Linked DNA regions of Mus musculus: region 2 is linked to region 1. Evidence: chromatin contacts called from public HiChIP or PLAC-seq data. All regions are on one chromosome and are shown on one strand. Each heading gives the region's core, a stretch centred on a gene start, on an enhancer-like site or on the middle of the called end of the contact. The rest is flanking DNA. Distances are from core to core; before and after follow the strand shown.

Region 1 (4,399 bases), core at 1,525-4,024:
CTATCCCTGCTAAAGTGGGTTCCAGTGATGAACCCACCATTCTGCCTATACAAATGTTCCACAAAGCAAACTCTTCCATTATTCCCATTTGACAATGGAAGACGCTGAAGCAAAGAACAGGATCAGAACTCACCAAGGACTTGAACTGCTGCATGGAGGAAAGAGTGTTGTAGGAACGTGGTGGGTGGCTCTGCTCTGGGCACCTGCTGGCACACCGGCGGCTAGACCTGTAAGGCACAGGCTGTCACTGTCAGCTGGTTTGGCACTGGTGGAGCCAAACGGAAAGGTTAGGAACAGCTGCACAGCCACCTGGCGTCCTGACACAGACTTGGGTCTGCTTTGGCTCCTTTCCTTCTTTCTGTGTTTCCTGTGGGTTTTTTTTTTTTTTTTTCTTTTGGTGGCGGTGGGGGGGTTGGTTTGAGGACAACAAGGTCTCACCATATAGCCTTGGCAGGTCATGGAAAACTGCTTGCTTCCACCTCTAAGTGTGGAGACCAAAGGTGTACGCTGCCACAGTCTGCTCCTCACCCCACTTTCAGTTTGTGTGTCTGCTCTTTGAGATGGGCGGCTCCCTGCCAGGGAGCAAACGAAACCTCTTTCCCGTCGTCGCTGTTCTCTCTCATTGCTTACCTAACGCAATCTCTGCACTGTCCCATCTAGTGTCTACAGCCACCCGGGACTGATAAAGTTAAAATGAATTAAAATCCAGCTGAGGAGATGACTCGGTGGGCAAGAATGCTTGTGGTGTAACCTGCAACCGTGCACACTACACGGAGGCTGAGATGGCAAGATCCAGACTCAGGGAGAAACCTGGCCTCAAGGGAATGAGAAAGAGTGCTAGAGGACACCTAATGCCCTCTTACCTGTACATGTGCACGTGTGTGCATCTGCACACTCACATGCATGGGCATGCACACTCACCAGAGTAAATAAAGCCCAAGTACCTAGTTCTTCAGTGCTACAGGCCACTCAGGGCTAAACCAGGAAATACAGACTAGGATACTGCCATCACAGAAAGTCCTAGTGGGTAGGGTCTACCCACAGCACACTGTAGAGGGAGCCTAGGAGGGCATCCTCACTTTCTGTCTAACTGTGCCTTTGCTGGGCCAATGAAGAGAGTCAGAGCCTGGAGCCTGAGAGCCAAGATGCTTTAAGGCTGTACAGCAAGGCTTTCATGTATGGGGAATTCCACGGTGCTACCGTGTGAGAGGGCCACTGCTGCTATACAGGATGCTAAGCTCCCGGCTACTGTCCACAAGAGGTGTGTCCAGGAACCTTCCGCACTAGTTTCACAGTGAACCGATTGATCTGATTGTGTAGCTGGCACTAGAGACATGTGCCAAGATGTCTTCAATGAGAAAGAAGAAAGCACTGTGGAAGAGGGGTGTAGCTCAGTTGGTAGAATGCCTACCGACCTAGCATGCACAAAGCCCTGGGGTTGACCCCTGGAATCACATAATCCAGGCATGCCACCACTTACTCAGGAGGTGGAGGTAGGAAGGTCAGAAGTTCAAGGTCATCTTCTACTACTTAGCAAGTTCAAGGCCAGCCAGGGAGCCAGACACATGCAAACCTGTCTTAAAAAAAGAGAAAGGGGGAAAAAAAAAAGCATTCTTGAGGAATGTTTTCATTTCTTCAGTGTTATTCTTTTATAGGCTAAGCACAATTGGTTAACAGTATTCACAGTTAACTAACTTAATTCTAAGCATTCCATTTTCACTTTGCTACCGGATATTAAATCCCACGCGGGCATTACTGTTTCTGCTACATACTTTTACACTTCATTACATATGTTTGTGATCTACTTCGTTCTTCATGTGGAAAACATTTAGAAACTGGAGTATCATTTTGTCACCTGACAACTCACATTACATGGTTTTTACTTAATTATATGCCATTCACGGGGGTGGGGGTAAGTGTTCCTGCTGTGTGCGGTGGCAGATGCACTCCGGAAGCCAGACAGGCATCTGGGTGCCAGGCCAGCAAGGGAGAGCCTGTCTCAAAAACAAAATAAAGCACGCGTTCAACAACGCTGCTGTCTGGGTGCCTGCCCTATGGGGCCTTGTGGGACAGACTGACTGGAGGGACAGCTGCCACCTCCCACCCAATCCCCGACCCAGCACTCAAGGTCCCAGACTGGTTCACATGCAGGCAGGGAAACCTCCCGACAGCTCCGAAACTGTTCCATGCTGGTCCTTTAGATTTCTGAGTAGGAACAAGGCCATTTGCTCGCACCCCAGGCGCATCTCTACCGATCCTTAGTGTGCAGAATGCTTCTTTACCTCATCTTTAAAAGAATGCCTCTACAAAGCCGCGGAGGCGGGGACTCAGGAAGACTCAACTGCCCATAGTTAGGCGACACACTGCGGCGCCTGCATCTTAACAGGTGAGCCTCTACCCTAGTAGCGCATCCATAAAGGCTTTCCAAAAGAGCTGGGCAAGGGGACGTTTCTGCCATTGTTTTCTGTTCATGGTCTCACTATGTGGCCTAGGCGGGCCTCGAACTCCTAGAAATCCACCTGTCTCATCTGGGAAGCTGCGCTTACAAGCGTGCGCCATCACGCTCAAGCTAAGGCGAGAGCGAGTCTTTCAGAAACCAACTTTACGGCGATCAGGCCGGACGGGCTCTCCTCATTAGAGCCACCGCACACAGAGAGAGATCCCGCCCAGTCATCCCGCCCGCCGCCTGCCGCCGGAGAACGCACACCCGTGCAATGCCGCCCGCACCCACCCGCTCCCGACAGCTCCCACCTCCGCTCGCTCGACTGGTTCCGGGTCGGGCTCTGGCCGCGCACGCGCAGTGCAGCAGCAAACCGGAAGGCGAGGCACCGCCCCCCGAATCCCGTGGTCTCTGTGGCTCCAAAGCCAAAGTCTGGGCACCAAGGAAGCTGAGCAGAAGGATCGCCGTGAATTCCTGCCCAGCCTGAGACACACAGTGATCCTGTCTCACAAAACCAGGAAAAAGCCAGGTGCCGGGTCGCACGCTTTTAATTCCAGTCTCGGGAAAAAGAGGCCGGGAATGTCTGAGAGTCACATAGGTTTGTACAGTGCGCCTCCGTCTAACCAACCAACCAAACAAGGGTGAAAATGATAGGGTGTTTAAAAACTGTACTTCGTTCACAAATAACAAGACAGACGTAACATGCTCAATAAACAGAAATGAGGTAATGGCTAAAAAAGTGTTTTAATGGAAATGGAAAGTCTTCCTCTTTTTACAAGTTTGAACGGACACTCAGTCACTGAAGCCCACGTCTGAGAACAGGTACAACAGGAAAGGAAAACACCTCCTTTCTGGGCCAGGCCTGTGTCTGCCCAGTGCCTCTGCGGACATCTCCCATCTCCCACTGTGCTATATGCTAAGTCTGCAGAGATGTCCATCCACCCATAGCCCCTGACAAGCGCAGCGCGTAGTGGTCAGCACATCTGAAAACCCCAGTCCTCAGTGGTCAAGTTCACCAAGTATTGAACGGATGCTGGGAAACAGGAGGAAGAATGAGCAGCGATTTCCAAATCTCCCTTTGCATCTTTTCTGGCCTTCAGTAGGAGGAACCATTGAAAACAAAACACAGTCAACCACACCTGCACGAAGGGTTCATTTCAGCCTAGGACTTTTCAAACATTCATGTTACAGAAGAAAAGCTATAATACAGGCAATGAAAAAGACTGGCATCACTTTCCCCCACAAAATTACATAAAAATCAATAAAACATTAAATAAACAATATTAATCATTAAATATATTAACACCAAAATCAGGTATAAATTAGGAAATAAATGTACAAACTATTTCACAAAGTGCTTTTAAAAATATATACACAACATTCAAGAAATTCTTAATGTAAGACATTTCAAATTGAACTTTTGGGGTGATACATATTTTAAGTGTTCTTTTCTTTCAAAAAGTATTAACACACACTAACACAGCACTTTACATATACACACACACATACACACTAATACAGCACTTTAACATACACACATATATATACACACATACACACACATACATACACACACACACACACACACACACGTACACACTTGCACATGTATGCATACATAAAAGGCATATTCCCAGATTGGCAAGGAATAAAAACCATTTCACAGTTACTTAAAATGTTTCGACATTTTCAATGGGATATTTAGCCCCCAAGTGAGCTTGTAGGCTAGTTTTATAAAAATTGCCAGAAAGGGAAGGAGCTAAAGAGATGATGAGTCCCTAAAATCAAGTTGCTAATACTTCTGCCATGTAGCGATCAGAAACTTGTTTCTGTAAAGTTAAAGCCGTCATGTAGTCAGCCCTTGCCTGTGTGTTTCCTAAACCCTGTGCCTATGAGACACATATGCCCATGGTTGTTGATAATGGTCCCAAGGAGAGGGAGAATGTCCTAGAGTAAGAC
Region 2 (4,291 bases), core at 1,186-3,685, 270 kb before region 1:
TGGTCTGGAACCTGTGACCCTCCTGCTTCAGCCACCCCAGTGGGAATGACTGGCAGGTAGCACGGCTTCAGGCAGGAGATTAAGTTTCTATGAGGCCCCAGAGACTGAGAATTCCCTAGAGCAGTGGTCCTCAACCTTCCTGAGGCAGAGACCTTTTAGTACAGTTCCTCGTGTTGTTGTGACCCCCAAGCATAAACTTATTTCCATTGCTACTTCATAGCTGACATTTTGCTACTGTTATGAACTGTAATCTAAATATGTGTGTTTTCTGGTAGTCTGACACCACCCCTGTGAAAGGGTCATTTGAGCCGCCAAAGGTTGAGAACTGCTGCATCGAGGCTCCCTCACATGATGCCCCCTATTTACTTAATTAGCAAGAGGGTGACAATGATCACCAGAGCACACCCTCCCTAGGGGCACCTCAAGGGCGCTGGCCTGACTCTTGCTCTTCTGGGAGCACAGATTTTCCTCTGCCTGCTTTGGCCCACAGTGAGCAAAGTTCCCTAAGTTAGGATGCAACACAACCCCAGGACTCAGTTTTCCTAGGAAGGAGCAAGGACAAGGGGAGAGAACCAGGCACACGGGGTTCCCTTGGCAAAGGAAGGGCTACAAGGCAGGCATGGGACTGGGAGGGACAAGAGGAGGGGCCACAGGGCAAGTGTCAGCAACAGACACAACTATGAGGAGCAGGGACGTTAGTCTGTGCAACCTGAACGAGTTGCACCTGGAGGCTCAGCCGGCTCTGCGAATGGGGGTCCACGGTAACCTATGAACTGCAACCTCCACTGAAGCCCAGTGCAGCCTGGGATCTCGAGGATACTATGACGGATGGCACGGTGCTGTCGCTGCTGCATGTAGCTCCCTAAAGTTGCTTTCTGGCCTGGAAGGACCTGCCCTGCCCCAAGACTTATCCTTTTATGGCAGAATATAAGGCACCCTGTAGATCACAATCCCATCCCACCAAAATCCTTTACTCAGCCAGGTCTGGAAGGGCTGCCATGAGGACACTGAGGCAAGATCTGCCCTAACGTCAGCAGAAAAGAAGTATCTCTGAAGCCAGGCTACAAAATCAGCTCGCTCAGATCTGGGAGCAGTTTCCCAGAGCATGACTGGCCACTGCCTCCTGGGAACTGTGCCTAGCAGGCTATGTATGCCTCAGCAGGAATCTTCATCCAGGCTGTACTTCCTATGAAATGAGAGTCCCATGTGCAAGGGACAGCCTCCGCTGCTTACTCTCCTACCCTGGGACTCAGCTTCCCCTGAAGTAGCAAATGAGTGATAAGGGGTAGGAGGTCCAAGTGGTGGCTCAGAGCCAGCCCAGGCCGTCCTTTGTGGAAGACCTACCTGGCTCAGCTGCAGGGAAGGGTAGGGATCTTAGGAGCTCTAGGGAACCAGCTGGGATGCTGGGCCATCACCCTGACTTTATGGCTGGGTGATCAGTGAGTCACCACCTGTTCCAGGCTGTACCATGCGCCACCTCTCAGGGAGGACCCTCGCCCTCCTGCTCCAACCCACCCGCGCCCAATTGCCAAGACAAGCCCTCCATTCCATCTGCATTTGGGGTGCCGCAAAGGTCAGAGCCGTCTGTGCCGGGAAACGCCTTCTCACTGCCGTGGCCCAGGCTCAAAGTCCACGGCTGCCTGTTTGCTGTGCCAGGGCATTTTCCTGGGAGGTGTCGGTTCTGGCAGAAGAGGCAGAAGCCTACAGGCAACGATGAGTAGAAACCAAGTACGGGATCTAAAAAGACCCAGATGAGATCCACAGAATGGGCAAAGGGGCTCTCAGTCTATGGGCAGTGGGGTAGCTGATGTAAAAAGGCTTTACCCATGCAAATGGTGAAAAACACAGCTAGCCCTGCTTCCTTGCCAACCCTGCGTCCTCCAGCATTTTGGAAGGGACCCGATAGCCTTTACTAGACAGCACAAGCTGCTGCCATCCACAGAAAGCCCATTTGTGGGAAATCTATCAATGTTTCCATGCAAGTGTATAGAAACATGGCTACAGAAAAGGAGGGGTTAATTCTACCTTGGACTCCTTCCATCTGGATCCCACGGGGCTGGGCCTGGATGTCTAACTGAGACCAGAGGATTATCAGTGGGAACAGTTCTATAGGGTTTCACCAAAGCAGAAGCAGTTATCAGGCTACAGGCAAAGCCAACAGAGGAAAGACTCACCCTTCCACTCCCTACAACCAAGTGTCTCCTCCCAGCAGATCCTCTGTGAATCCCCTGCCAGGCTCATTTACACAGAACAAGCTTCTCTTCCTGAATGGATGGAATGAACCCTACCACCAGCGCCTGTCATTTTTCAGTCCCTGAGAGGACAAAGGAATAGAGGCCTTCAGCAGGAACCAGACTTCAGAGGAGACAAATTGACAGATCCAGCACAACTTCCACCCAGGGCACCAGACAGCCCTGCCCTGAGCAGAAGCAGCTCCAGGGCAAGGTGAATCACATTTTCCATTTCCAGCTCTGGGGACACAGTCTGTGTGGCATGGCCCAGAGAGACTTGCAGTCCTGCTCAAGTCCTGCAGCAAGTGGTCCAAGCTGCAGAGACCGAGACAGGACGCTTTGAAAAGGGGAAGTCTCATCAGGAGAGATTTGCCTTCTCAGTGAGATGTCTGAGCAGAGGTTGCATCAAAGGAGTCCCATGGGAAAAAGCAGGCAGCAAGGAATGGTGGGGCTTTGCAGGGCAAAGAGTGGCCTCTCAGGTTGCTACAGTCATGGCTACCAGCTTGGGGGGGGGGGGTTGTTTGTTTATTTGTTTGCTTTGTCTTGTTCTGTTTCACACGGCTGAAACTAGCATTGACTTTTCCAAGAAGCCCAGGATGATCTCAAACTTCCGGTCCTTCCTCTGCCACCTCCCAAGTGCTAGGGATCTCACAGTCCTTGGTTTTGATATTTTTATTTTCTCATAAACCTTTCCAGTTTTTAAAGCAAAGTGGAGCACCTATCATGACTGCCTGTTTGCAAACTAGCCTAAGCAACAGCACGGAGGCATTCCCCAAGCAAGGTACAGGAATGGGTGGGCTTCTCTGCCTCACAAAGACCCCTACAGTCTAAAAAGGCAAAACTCCCTGTCCCTCTCCCCACAGCCCTCCCCACCATGACACCTGCGTTTACCTCCCTGTGCCACCACACACCTTCACCTCCCATGAGGTTCAGGAGGTGCTCGATACTTCTGTGTGCTCACTGGGTGTTGCCACACACACACACACACACACACACACACACACACAAGCGTAGAAAGACTCTAGGAAAGAAAAGCTTGCTCACCCTGGGCCATAGCAGAGACAGTGGTCCCCAGTGAACACGCTGGGTGCCGGGCATTCCTCTCAGCACCCAGAGCCACCAGCTAGAGAAGCCAGGCCACCCGGGGGGGGGGGCTCTTTCTGCTTGAGCCCCAACTGACAGCTGGTGTCAGCGCTGGCGCCACCATGTCAGTGGGATGGGCCCGTTCTTCAGCTAGCAAGATGCCAAAAGCTCGCTTATCTCTCCTCCAAAGGAAGCTGCACCAGGCAGGGGCTCCAGGCCTACGGGAGGTGGGAGGACCAGGTTTTCTAGTAAGATTCATCTGCAGAAAACTGTTTTGTAGATTTCCAGTTGCAGCTGTAGCTGCTGGTGAGAAATTCCTCCTCAGGAGAAAGGCAACTTCCAGACAGGGTTCAGAGGCAGGCACAGCCTGGGACAGACTCTAATGGTGGCTGGGCAAGGCAGACATCATGGAGAACAGTCAGGGAGAAATGACTACCAGTCTGTCAGCCCTGGAGGTGGAATCACAACCAGGCGACTACTTAGTGAGTCCTGGGTAGGCTGGATGCACGAACTGGGGCTGCTCTGAGGACATGAATGGCCCAGTGCTCTTGCCTGAGAGTTCAGCAAAGAGCTTGGCGGCTCAGCTCTGTATCCTCCCTCCCAAACCTCTACATGATGGAGCTCAGACAGAAAGTGAAGCCACAAGAGGGCTTAGGGCACTTCTCACTGAGTGTCAAAGACAATATGCTCCCTCTCTGTTCAGGCTGGCAGGCCAGTCTGCCTGGCAAACCCTGGCTCAAGCACATTCTCTCTCTCTCTCTCTCTTTCATTATGTGCTTTGTGTGACTTTTACAATGTCTACAGGCAAACCATATAAGAACACTCCCTCCCCTCATCTTTCTTACCCAGGTATCCACACACTGTTTATTTTAAAAGAAATAATATGTATATACATAGACACATATACATATAATATATATATGCACATATAATCCAGTCACATATGTACACACACATGTGTTCTCTCACAAGGATAC

Evidence for each region. HiChIP or PLAC-seq counts read pairs in DNA pulled down with a chosen protein or histone mark.
Region 2: a FOXA1 HiChIP or PLAC-seq map of pancreatic cancer cells shows a contact between it and region 1. The contact joins the enhancer-like site here to the promoter of Mtg2 in region 1. A contact is called at or near these places in 5 of 39 promoter capture datasets (embryonic stem cells, erythroid cells, hippocampal neurons and 2 more), 3 of 484 Hi-C or Micro-C datasets (Sertoli cells, myocytes and nephron progenitors), 1 of 115 datasets of contacts at active chromatin or transcription factors (pancreatic cancer cells) and 3 of 9 other capture datasets (adipose tissue, liver and pancreatic islet).

What each region holds. Positions count from the first base shown.
Region 1 is chr2:180,068,968-180,073,366 of GRCm38.p6, reverse strand. It overlaps Mtg2 (mitochondrial ribosome associated GTPase 2), which reads right to left and starts at 2,774. Exons shown (of 10, transcript NM_181424.3): 1 at 2,752-2,774; 2 at 1,481-1,573; 3 at 134-227. Ss18l1 (SS18, nBAF chromatin remodeling complex subunit like 1) reads right to left here. Exons shown (of 11, transcript NM_178750.5): 11 at 3,166-4,399.
Region 2 is chr2:180,340,600-180,344,890 of GRCm38.p6, reverse strand. All of the region lies in intron 1 of Gm52543 (a long non-coding RNA gene), which reads left to right. It overlaps Gata5os (GATA binding protein 5, opposite strand), which reads right to left. Exons shown (of 5, transcript NR_045877.1): 5 at 4,159-4,291. Among named protein-coding and RNA genes, the nearest start is that of Gm52543, 3.7 kb to the left of the region's middle. Within about 2 kb of position 2,435, at least 13 of the 459 cell types and tissues checked have an H3K27ac peak or open chromatin away from gene starts, as enhancers often do. A contact at or near this core is called in pancreatic cancer cells, where this site is marked.